2 separate regions of the Sus scrofa genome follow, and region 2 is linked to region 1. The links are chromatin contacts, called in public Hi-C maps. All regions are on one chromosome and are shown on one strand. The core of a region is the stretch at or near the end of the contact, and the rest is flanking DNA. Distances in the headings are between cores, read along the strand shown. Region 1 holds the start of UBXN6 (UBX domain-containing protein 6). Region 2 holds the start of MPND (MPN domain-containing protein).

Region 1 (4,316 bases), core at 591-3,090:
TTTTTGTTTTTTGTCTTTTTTGTTGTTGTTGTTGTTGTTGTTGTTGCTATTTCTTGGGCCGCTCCCATGGCATATGGAGGTTCCCAGGCTAGGGGTCCAATTGGAGCTGTAGCCACCGGCCTACGCCAGAGCCACAGCAACATGGGATCCGAGCCGCGTCTGCAACCTACACCACAGCTCACGGCAACGCCGGATCGTTAACCCACTGAGCAAAGGGCAGGGACCGAACCCGTAACCTCATGGTTCCTAGTCGGATTCGTTAACCACTGCACCATGACGGGAACTCCCCTGGTTCTATAAGTTTTGATATCGATGTTTGCTTTTATTTCTCTTGGATAGACACCTGGTTGGAATTACTGGCTCATATGGTAAGTGTCGGTTTAACTTTGGAAAAAAGAAAGAAAACTCGTCTTTTTGAGATAGATTTCACATGCTTAGGGATGTTTCTTGAAACTAAAGTATTATATCTGTACCCTGGGATCAAATCCCTCCATTTTTTTCATAAAGTTTTTTTGTTTGTTTGTTTGTTTGTTTTTTGTCTTGAGGGCTGCAACCAAGGCATATGAAGCTCCCAGGCTAGGGGTAGAATCGGAGCTATAGCTGCCAGCCTACGTCAGAGCCATAGCAACACCAGATCCAAGTCGCGTCTGAGACCTACACCACAGCTCATGGCAACGCTGGATCCTTAACCCACTGAGCGAGGCCAGGGATCAAACCCACAACCTCAAGGTTCCTAGTCGGGTTGGTTTCTGCTGCGCCTCCAAGGGAACAAATAAAGTTAAAATAAAACCCAAACAGGCCATCGATATTCACAAGGCATACAATAGGATCCTTCTGCCCCAAATGCCCTTCCAGCACCCACTGGTCTAATCATCTTTGACCTCTGGTTAAACTATTTCTTCAGGAGTTCTCGTCGTGGCGCAGTGGTTAACGAATCCGACTAGGAACCATGAGGTTGCAGGTTCGGTCCCTGCCCTTGCTCAGTGGGTTAACGATCCGGCGTTGCCGTGAGCTGTGGTGTAGGTTGCAGATGCGGCTCGGATCCCGCGTTGCTGTGGCTCTAGCGTAGGCCAGTGGCTACAGCTCCGATTGGACCCCTAGCCTGGGAACCTCCATATGCCGCAGGAACGGCCCAAGAAATAGCAAAAAGACAAAAAAACAAAACAAAAAAAACCTATTTCTTCAGAGAAAAACCTATTGGTTCCCCAGGATAGGGAAAGTTTCCGCCATTACTCAGCTCTTTCTCAAGAACTCTATTTTACTTTTGAGTTATTTAGAAAGAAATGAACATTTCCTTGCCCTGCTAGACACTGAATTCTCAAAAGCAGGGTTAATAGCACTTAGTGCTTCAAGTACTTCCTACTGCCAGGCACAGTTTCCGGAGCCTTAGGGGTGGTGATGTCATTTAATCTTCACATAGGATCCCTACCATTATGAATCCCATTTTACAGATGGGGATACTGAAGCAGAGATTATAGTAATTTACAGTAACTTATCCATGGCAGTGCTCAATACATTTTTCTCCACTGAATTACTATGTATATTGCATATTTTGTGGCTCTGGCACATGGCGCTCAATAAACTTGTCCTGAGTGAAGAAATAAGTGTTTCGTGCCCTTTTTTTTGGCTATTTTTCCTCAGAACCCCCCATACCTCCCGCCTCTACCCAAGCCCCACCCTCTCAAGCCTGCAACGGCGCGTCCCTATTTTGAGTTGAACCTTGTCTCACGATATCCAATGGTGGACAGGTGCTTCAGCTCCTCCTCCTGTGATAGCCAATGCCCACTCTCTACCTTGAGCCGCTTCTCTCGTGGTATCCAATGGCCTGCAGATCTATATTAAGCCCCTCCTCAGGGTACCGGGAGGCTACCAATGACCCTCCCTTTACATTGATTGGGCCTTCTTTCCTATGATATCCAATAGCATGCTGGCTACTTAAGGCTCCTCCTCCTATGGCCGTCTAATGCCCTCCCCGCTACCCTATACCCCGCCCTAAACGACTCTGGCTGCCCGCTTCTTCACTTGCTGTCCGCCTGTTTCCCTCCTCCCACCTTTCCTCTTTCACCTCCCATAACCTCCGTCCCCTCCCATTAGGCCTCCACGTCACGCCCCCTTGCCTGTATCCGTTATCCAATCCCGTTAACTTGCTCTGCTCCAACCCCTCTTCTTATTGGTCCCCATGCTCCTCTATCCCCGCACGTGGTCCTGAGCGACGGCGTCGCCCACCCCTGATGGTCGGAGGGCGGGACTTCCGGCGGCAGACAAGCCAATAAACACGCTCCGACTCGCTAACCAGGCCGCCGCCCCCGCCCCTTCGGCGCCCTGCTCCCGCCCCCAGCTTCGCCTCCCGCTGCCGCCGCCTCCGCCGCAGCCGCTGTCGCCGCCGCTGCCGCTTCCCGCGGCCTGGGCCTCTCGCCGCCAGCATGCCGCACGCCTTCAAGCCCGGGGACTTGGTGTTCGCCAAGATGAAGGGCTACCCTCACTGGCCCGCCCGGGTGAGGCCGCGCGGGAGATTGGCCAGGCGACAGGGGGGTGGGGGGTGGGGCAGTAAGGGGCCCCAGGCCTGAGGGACCCGCGCGCCGGGGGTCTGGGAGTACCCCTCCTTGAGGAACCCGCTTGCCAGGAGTTTGGAGGCACCCAGGCCTGGGGTACTCGCGTGCCTGCAGGTTGGGGGTCCCTAGCCTGAGGGATTCTCCCGCGTGAGGTATGGGGGAACTTGGGCCTGGATGTCTGAGGGTCCCATGCCTGAGGGACGCACCTGCCGGGAGTTTTATGGGGACCTGGGCTTGAGGGGCCCGGGCGCCGGGGCTGTCGAGGGCGCTGAGATTAGGGGACCCTCTGGGGGCTCCCAGAGCCGAGGTATATGGGTTGAGGGACTTGGGGTCTCAGGGCTCAGGGTTTAAGTTTGAAGGAGGTCGGTAGCTATGACTGGAGCTGAAGAACCTTGGATTTGAGGAGAAGGCTCAAACTGATGAGAAGGAGGTGCTCTGGACCTCTTTGGGGGGGCAACAAGAAGCCAAATTCTGAGGGCCTGGGGGTCGAGGTGGGCCTAGGGTAAGGGTTCCAGTAATGGAGAAAAGTAGAAGTTCGAGGTTGAGAGATGCTCAGGAGGGTCAGGGCCGGAAATAGGGCTGGGGGCTATATTCACAAGGTCGCTGGAGCTAAGAGGACTCTGTCTGAAAATGTGGGACATCAGAGACCAGAGGTTGGAATAAGACTTGTTTGGGGGTGTCCTGGAGACTAGGTGTCTTGTGAGGAGGCTGGCCCTGGTGGAGGAAGCTGGTTGGGTCACAGGGTGGAGGGAGGGCTTGGGGGGAGTGATGCTTGAATCAGAGACAAGCCACTGGGACTTCAGCTGGAAAGAGAAGAGTATCTGAGGGAGGGGACTGGGCCAAGGGGACTTTGGAAATCCCCTTTGAGGAAGCTGGCATCCAGAGGACTCACATGAGGGGTCCAGGTCTGAAGGACATCTTGAGAAGGAGTCTCATCTGCAGAGGGGAGTCTCATCTCCAGGCGGTGTCTCTGGGGCAGCCCAGTGTGGAGGAGGGGCCAAGAGGTGGTTGTCATCTCCAGGTCCCAGGCAACCCAGGACTGAGGTTGGTGGAATATACATGGTAGGACTGAAGGAGTTTGGGGGGTGGGAACCCCAGGCTGCAGTAGAGCATGAGGGACAGTAGAAGGACGAAGCTGAAAATTTGATTAGAACAGAAGAACAGTAATTGCCTGGGCCATACTATGGGGTGGCTGGAGAGTTCAGTCTCACTCCCTGCCAGACCCTCCCTCCCTCTGGGTGGAAGTAAGCAGAAGGGCACCGCTCAGAGCTGGGTGTTTGTTTGAAGAGAGGCCGCCGCAGGATTCCAGGAGTGGGCCTGGGGACTGCTAACCAGGCAGCCCTGAGAACAGTCCACATCTGGTGCCGCCACTAGGATATCTGGGCCTCAGGCTCAGAGGCGGGTCCTGGGTGAGGTCTGAGCAGAACCAGGTCTGGAAGACATGGCAGGCTGGTCCTCAGGGTGATGGAGTTTGGGGATGCTTCTGTGCAGGAGTGGGATGCTTGGGATGGATGTCTGCAGCCCAGAGCCCAAGGACTTTGAAAAGTAGCCCAGAGAACTGAGGAAGGAAGCTGGGGGGGGGGGGAAGGCAAGATTCCAGCAGCCCCCAGGCTTTACAGAGCATGGGAAGGAAGTAATGGGGACCAGAGAACCCACTCTAACTTGATTTGCTTGGGCTTACTTTCTTGGGGGCACCGGAGTGATAAAACTTTATGGGCACTTCCCTTCCTCCCAGAGTACCAGCTTCTCCCTCTCCGTCCCCCC
Region 2 (4,316 bases), core at 912-3,411, 98 kb before region 1:
AGTAGGCAAGGATACAGAGGAATAAGCTGAGGGCCAGTTTGGGCTCTGCAGAGTCTGAGTGGCTGGGGCATGCCCGGTTGGTGGCTAGACCCTGGGTGAACAATGTGATGACTCCATGAGTCTTGGGGGGAAAAAATTGAGTGTGGATGAAAATTCAATTAAGTATCATATTAGGAAGGGAGAAAAAAAAAGGAATTCTGGAGTTCCCGTCGTGGCGCAGTGGTTAACGAATCCGACTAGGAACCATGAGGTTGCGGGTTCGGTCCCTGCCCTTGCTCAGTGGGTTAACGATCCGGCGTTGCCGTGAGCTGTGGTGTAGGTTGCAGACGAGGCTCGGATCCCGAGTTGCTGTGGCTCTGGCGTAGGCCGGTGGCTACGGCTCCGATTCAACCCCTAGCCTGGGAACCTCCATATGCCGCGGGAGCGGCCCAAGAAATAGCAACAACAACAACAACAAAAAAAGACAAAAAAAAAAAAAAATGGAATTCTACTTGAGCCAAATTGAGGATTATAATCTGAGAAGCAGATTCTCAGAAAGCTCTGAGAACTGTTCCCCCTGTTAGAAGTTGAAGGTACAGTCATATACATTCTCAAGCCAAGGATCATACATCAAGATGACACACTGATATTTTACATAAAGCTCACCAAGGATACACAGTCCAGGTAAACACATATAAAGCAAGAAGCAAATCAACATGACCCCCTACAGAGCTGGGAAAGAATATTAAGTAGTTACACTGCTAGCTTTAGAAGAAAAAAAATTGATCTTCACTCTCAAGCAGGCGTTCTCATCTTTGAGGATCTCTAGAGGATAATGTGTAGTGCAGATGCTCATTACATCTGGGAGGGATGTTGGAAAGGAGGGAGGGAAGAAGGAAGGAGGTGCAAAGAAACAAAATTTTATTTTTTTCTTGTCCTTCCTTTAGATACAAACTTTATTTCATCACGTGAAATTTTATTTCATTATGTGTAATAATCATTCACATTCCCCAGCTCTTACTACATGTCATGCTCTGTTCTTTAACAACTCTGCAGCAGGAATTAGTCATCCCACAGGGAAACAGAGAGGTGGAGACATTTGGCCAAAGTCACAGAGCTGGTTAAGTGGTGGAGCAGGACCTGGAGCCAAGTCCAGTCTGAGTCCAGACCACCCTACCTGGGAACCCGCGCCCCTACCCGCAGTGGTCTGTCACCTCTTCCACACCCATCTGAGGTTGAGCCTGGACAAAGGTGCCCTGCACCCTGGGGGAGACCCCACCTCCGGCTTTCAGCCCTGCCAGAGATTAGGGAGTCCCAGCGTTGGGAGGCAGCTCTGCACCTCGGGGCAAAGGTCCTGGGACAGTGGCCAGGGTCAAAAGAGCAGCAACCCTCCGGTGTACTCCTAGCCAGACTCCAGCCACATGCACCGTGTTGGTGGTAGTGTTGGCGCGGGCGGGGGCGGGGTGTTGGTTTGGGGTTGGCCCCACAGGCCCGCGAGGCAGGTTTTACCCGCGCGCTGTTTGGCTGGCTGCGGACTAGACCCTACCATTGATTGGATGTATCAGGGCTACAGGTTCCTGCTGATTGGCCGAGGAAGATGGCTGTCCTTTAGTTTAACACTGTCTATAGGCTGAAGATGAAATCCCCCTCCCCTTATAATTGGTTGGCGGGCTTGGCTGTGATCCAGTCATAAAATCAGTCGAGGGCTGCTGGGGAGGGTGGGAGTTAACCTCTTAGAGACCGCCGCCCGGCTTGGACGCTTTACATCTGCGGTGCCCGGCTGCTTCCCCACATTTTGGCCTACAGCCCCGGGGCACTGTGGCTTATTCTCCCAGGGCTTACTTTCTCCCGTGGTTCCAACAGCCGAGGCCTGTAGGTCCCTCGAGAGGGGTGGTTGCGGACCTCAATTTCCCTTTTCTCCCCTCTCCAGGGCAGAATCCAGTAGGCAATGGTCACAGGTGGAGTCATTAGTTCTCCGAAAGCGGAAGTCCCCGGCCTCAGTTTCCCCAATTGCACTATGAGCTCTGCGTTACACCCCATTCCCACGGAAGGTGGCCTCAGGCCTCAGTCTCCAGAATAGTCCCAGAGGGCTGAGCCCCCACCTCCTTTTCCCTCCTGCGCAGGCCGGAGGCCTGTTTCTTGGTTCGCTCCAGCAGGCCGAGCCCCCGCCCGCCCACTGGAAGCGGCCAATGGCTGGGGCGCTCCCCCCTCGGGGCGGAGTTGCGTCACGTGCGGGGAAGAAAGAGCCGGAGGCACACAGGGCGTGGGGCGGAGCGGCCATGGCAGGTACGGCGAACCTTGAGGGGGTCCAGCGAGGCGCCAGGCTGGGGGGCTGGACCGTGGACCGGCTCGGGGCGCGCGGCCCCTCTGCAGCCTGTTGCTGCCTGCAGCTCCGGAGTCGCTGTCCCCGGCGGGCGGCGCGGGCGAGGAGGCGCCGGATGACGACGAGGACGAGGCGGAGGCCGAGGACCCCGAACGTCCAGGGGCAGTCGGCGGCGCGCGCAGTGGCGGCGGCGGCGGGGCCGGGGCGGGGAGCTGCGGCGGGCCCGGGAGCGCGTTCACTAGGCGCGCGGTCACGCTGCGCGTGCTCCTCAAAGACGGACTGCTGGAGCCCGGCTCCGGGGTGCTGTCCATCTACTACCTGGTGAGCGCTCCCCAGCCCCAGCCCATCCTAGCTGGGGCCAAAAGGGGAAACCGGACTCCAGAGTGCTCCTTTGCTACAGGCCAAGCCGCAGCGTGGGGAGGGGAAACTGAGGCACGGAGCATCCTGACCTTCTTGGGCAGGAGGACATTGTTTACCAAACACCCAGTTCCACAAAGGAGAAACGCAGGCTCAGAGAGGGCACTAGTGCTTTCCTGGCTGTGTGATCTCGCTCAGCCTCCTCAAGTCCTAGTTTCCCCATCTGTAAAACGGGATTTTTTCCCTCCCACGTGGTCGTATGAGGATTCAGTGAATAAAGTGCTCAGCAGTATGCCTGCTACACAGTAAGTGCTTTATAAGTGTTTGCTGTTATTACTGTTGTTATTAATATAGTTTTGCTCTTTGTGAGTGGGAGCAATTTGTGAATTGAGCACCTGTTGTGTGCCAGGCTGTGTTGGGCATTAGGGACACAGCAGAGAGCAATACAGACCCTGTTCTGTCCTTTGTGGCTCACAGTCCAGTGAAGGGAGTGGAGGACAGACACATAACTGGAAGTTTCAATCCAGGCTGAACAGGACTAGACCATGGATATCTAGGTATTGGGAGGCACCTAAGCTAAAAGGCTTTGTGGAAGAAAGTGGGAAGTAGGTGCCAAACTCTGGGAGAGTTAGGGAGGATTTTCTGGAGGAGGGGTCTTGATGGGTATCAGCTCCTGGGCCCAGCCAGCCCACTCTCACTGCAGGGGAAGAAGTTCGTGGGAGACCTGCAGCCCGATGGGAGGATTGTGTGGCAGGAAACAGGGCAGGTGTTCAACTCACCCAGTGCCTGGGCCACCCATTGCAAGAAGCTGGTGAACCCAGCCAAGAAGTCCGGCTGTGGCTGGGCCTCCGTCAAGTACAAGGGCCAGAAACTGGACAAGTACAAGGCTGCCTGGCTCCGGCGAAACCAGTTCCATGTGCCTGCAGTTGCTGCCGATGAGGTGCGTCTTTTAGCCTCCCTGACTCACTGCTGCATAAAGAGTGCCCCGAGACAGAGTACTGGAGCTGGGGCCTTGAGGGATGAATAAGAGTTTGTCAAAGCAAGATGAAGGGAAGAGCTTTCCAGAGGGGGGAATGGCATATGCAAAGCCATGTAGGCATGAAGCAACACATACTGCTTAAGGAACCATTATTGCCTGAGATAGCTGAAGAAGCAGATGCCTTGGTATCTGAGAGAGCTGGAGACGTTAGCAGGGACCAGATCTAGGACGGTCTTGAATGCCATGATAATAACAGATGTTCCTTGAATGATCACGAGCTTGGGAAACTTGGCCAAGAACCCTCTCTGGGTTCTCAGTCTTCTTTATGTGTAAAATGGAGATGATAACGGTACCCATGTGTATCAGGTACAAACACACAGATCTGGCTGGAAACTCAAGCAGGAGTTGATGCTGCAATATTGAGGCAGATTCCTTGTTGTTCAGGAAACCTCAGTTTTTACTCTTAAGGCCTTTCCACAGATTGGGCGAGACCCACCAACATTTTCAAGCATAATCTTCTTCATTGAAAGTCAACCTATTGTAGATGTGAAACACATCTATCCAACACCTTCACAGTAACCCCTAGACTATTGTTTGATTACATAACAGTACTAGAGCCTAGCCAGGTTGACTTAACAAAACTAATTTTCACACTATGCCATAGGGCTGTTCTTTGAG

The links. A called contact is a pair of places that touch in the nucleus more often than the background predicts.
Region 2: a contact with region 1 is called in a Hi-C map of liver, with 5 times the contacts expected there. The contact joins the promoter of MPND here to the promoter of UBXN6 in region 1. A contact is called at or near these places in 2 of 47 Hi-C or Micro-C datasets (heart right ventricle and liver).

Annotation. Positions count from the first base shown.
Region 1 is chr2:74,355,046-74,359,361 of Sscrofa11.1, reverse strand. It overlaps UBXN6 (UBX domain-containing protein 6), which reads right to left and starts at 1,840. Exons shown (of 11, transcript XM_003123069.4): 1 at 1,720-1,840. It overlaps HDGFL2 (hepatoma-derived growth factor-related protein 2), which reads left to right and starts at 2,325. Exons shown (of 16, transcript XM_005661325.3): 1 at 2,325-2,495. The coding sequence starts at 2,424.
Region 2 is chr2:74,453,773-74,458,088 of Sscrofa11.1, reverse strand. It overlaps MPND (MPN domain-containing protein), which reads left to right and starts at 2,161. Exons shown (of 12, transcript XM_021084063.1): 1 at 2,161-2,265; 2 at 2,370-2,623; 3 at 3,363-3,599. The coding sequence starts at 2,169.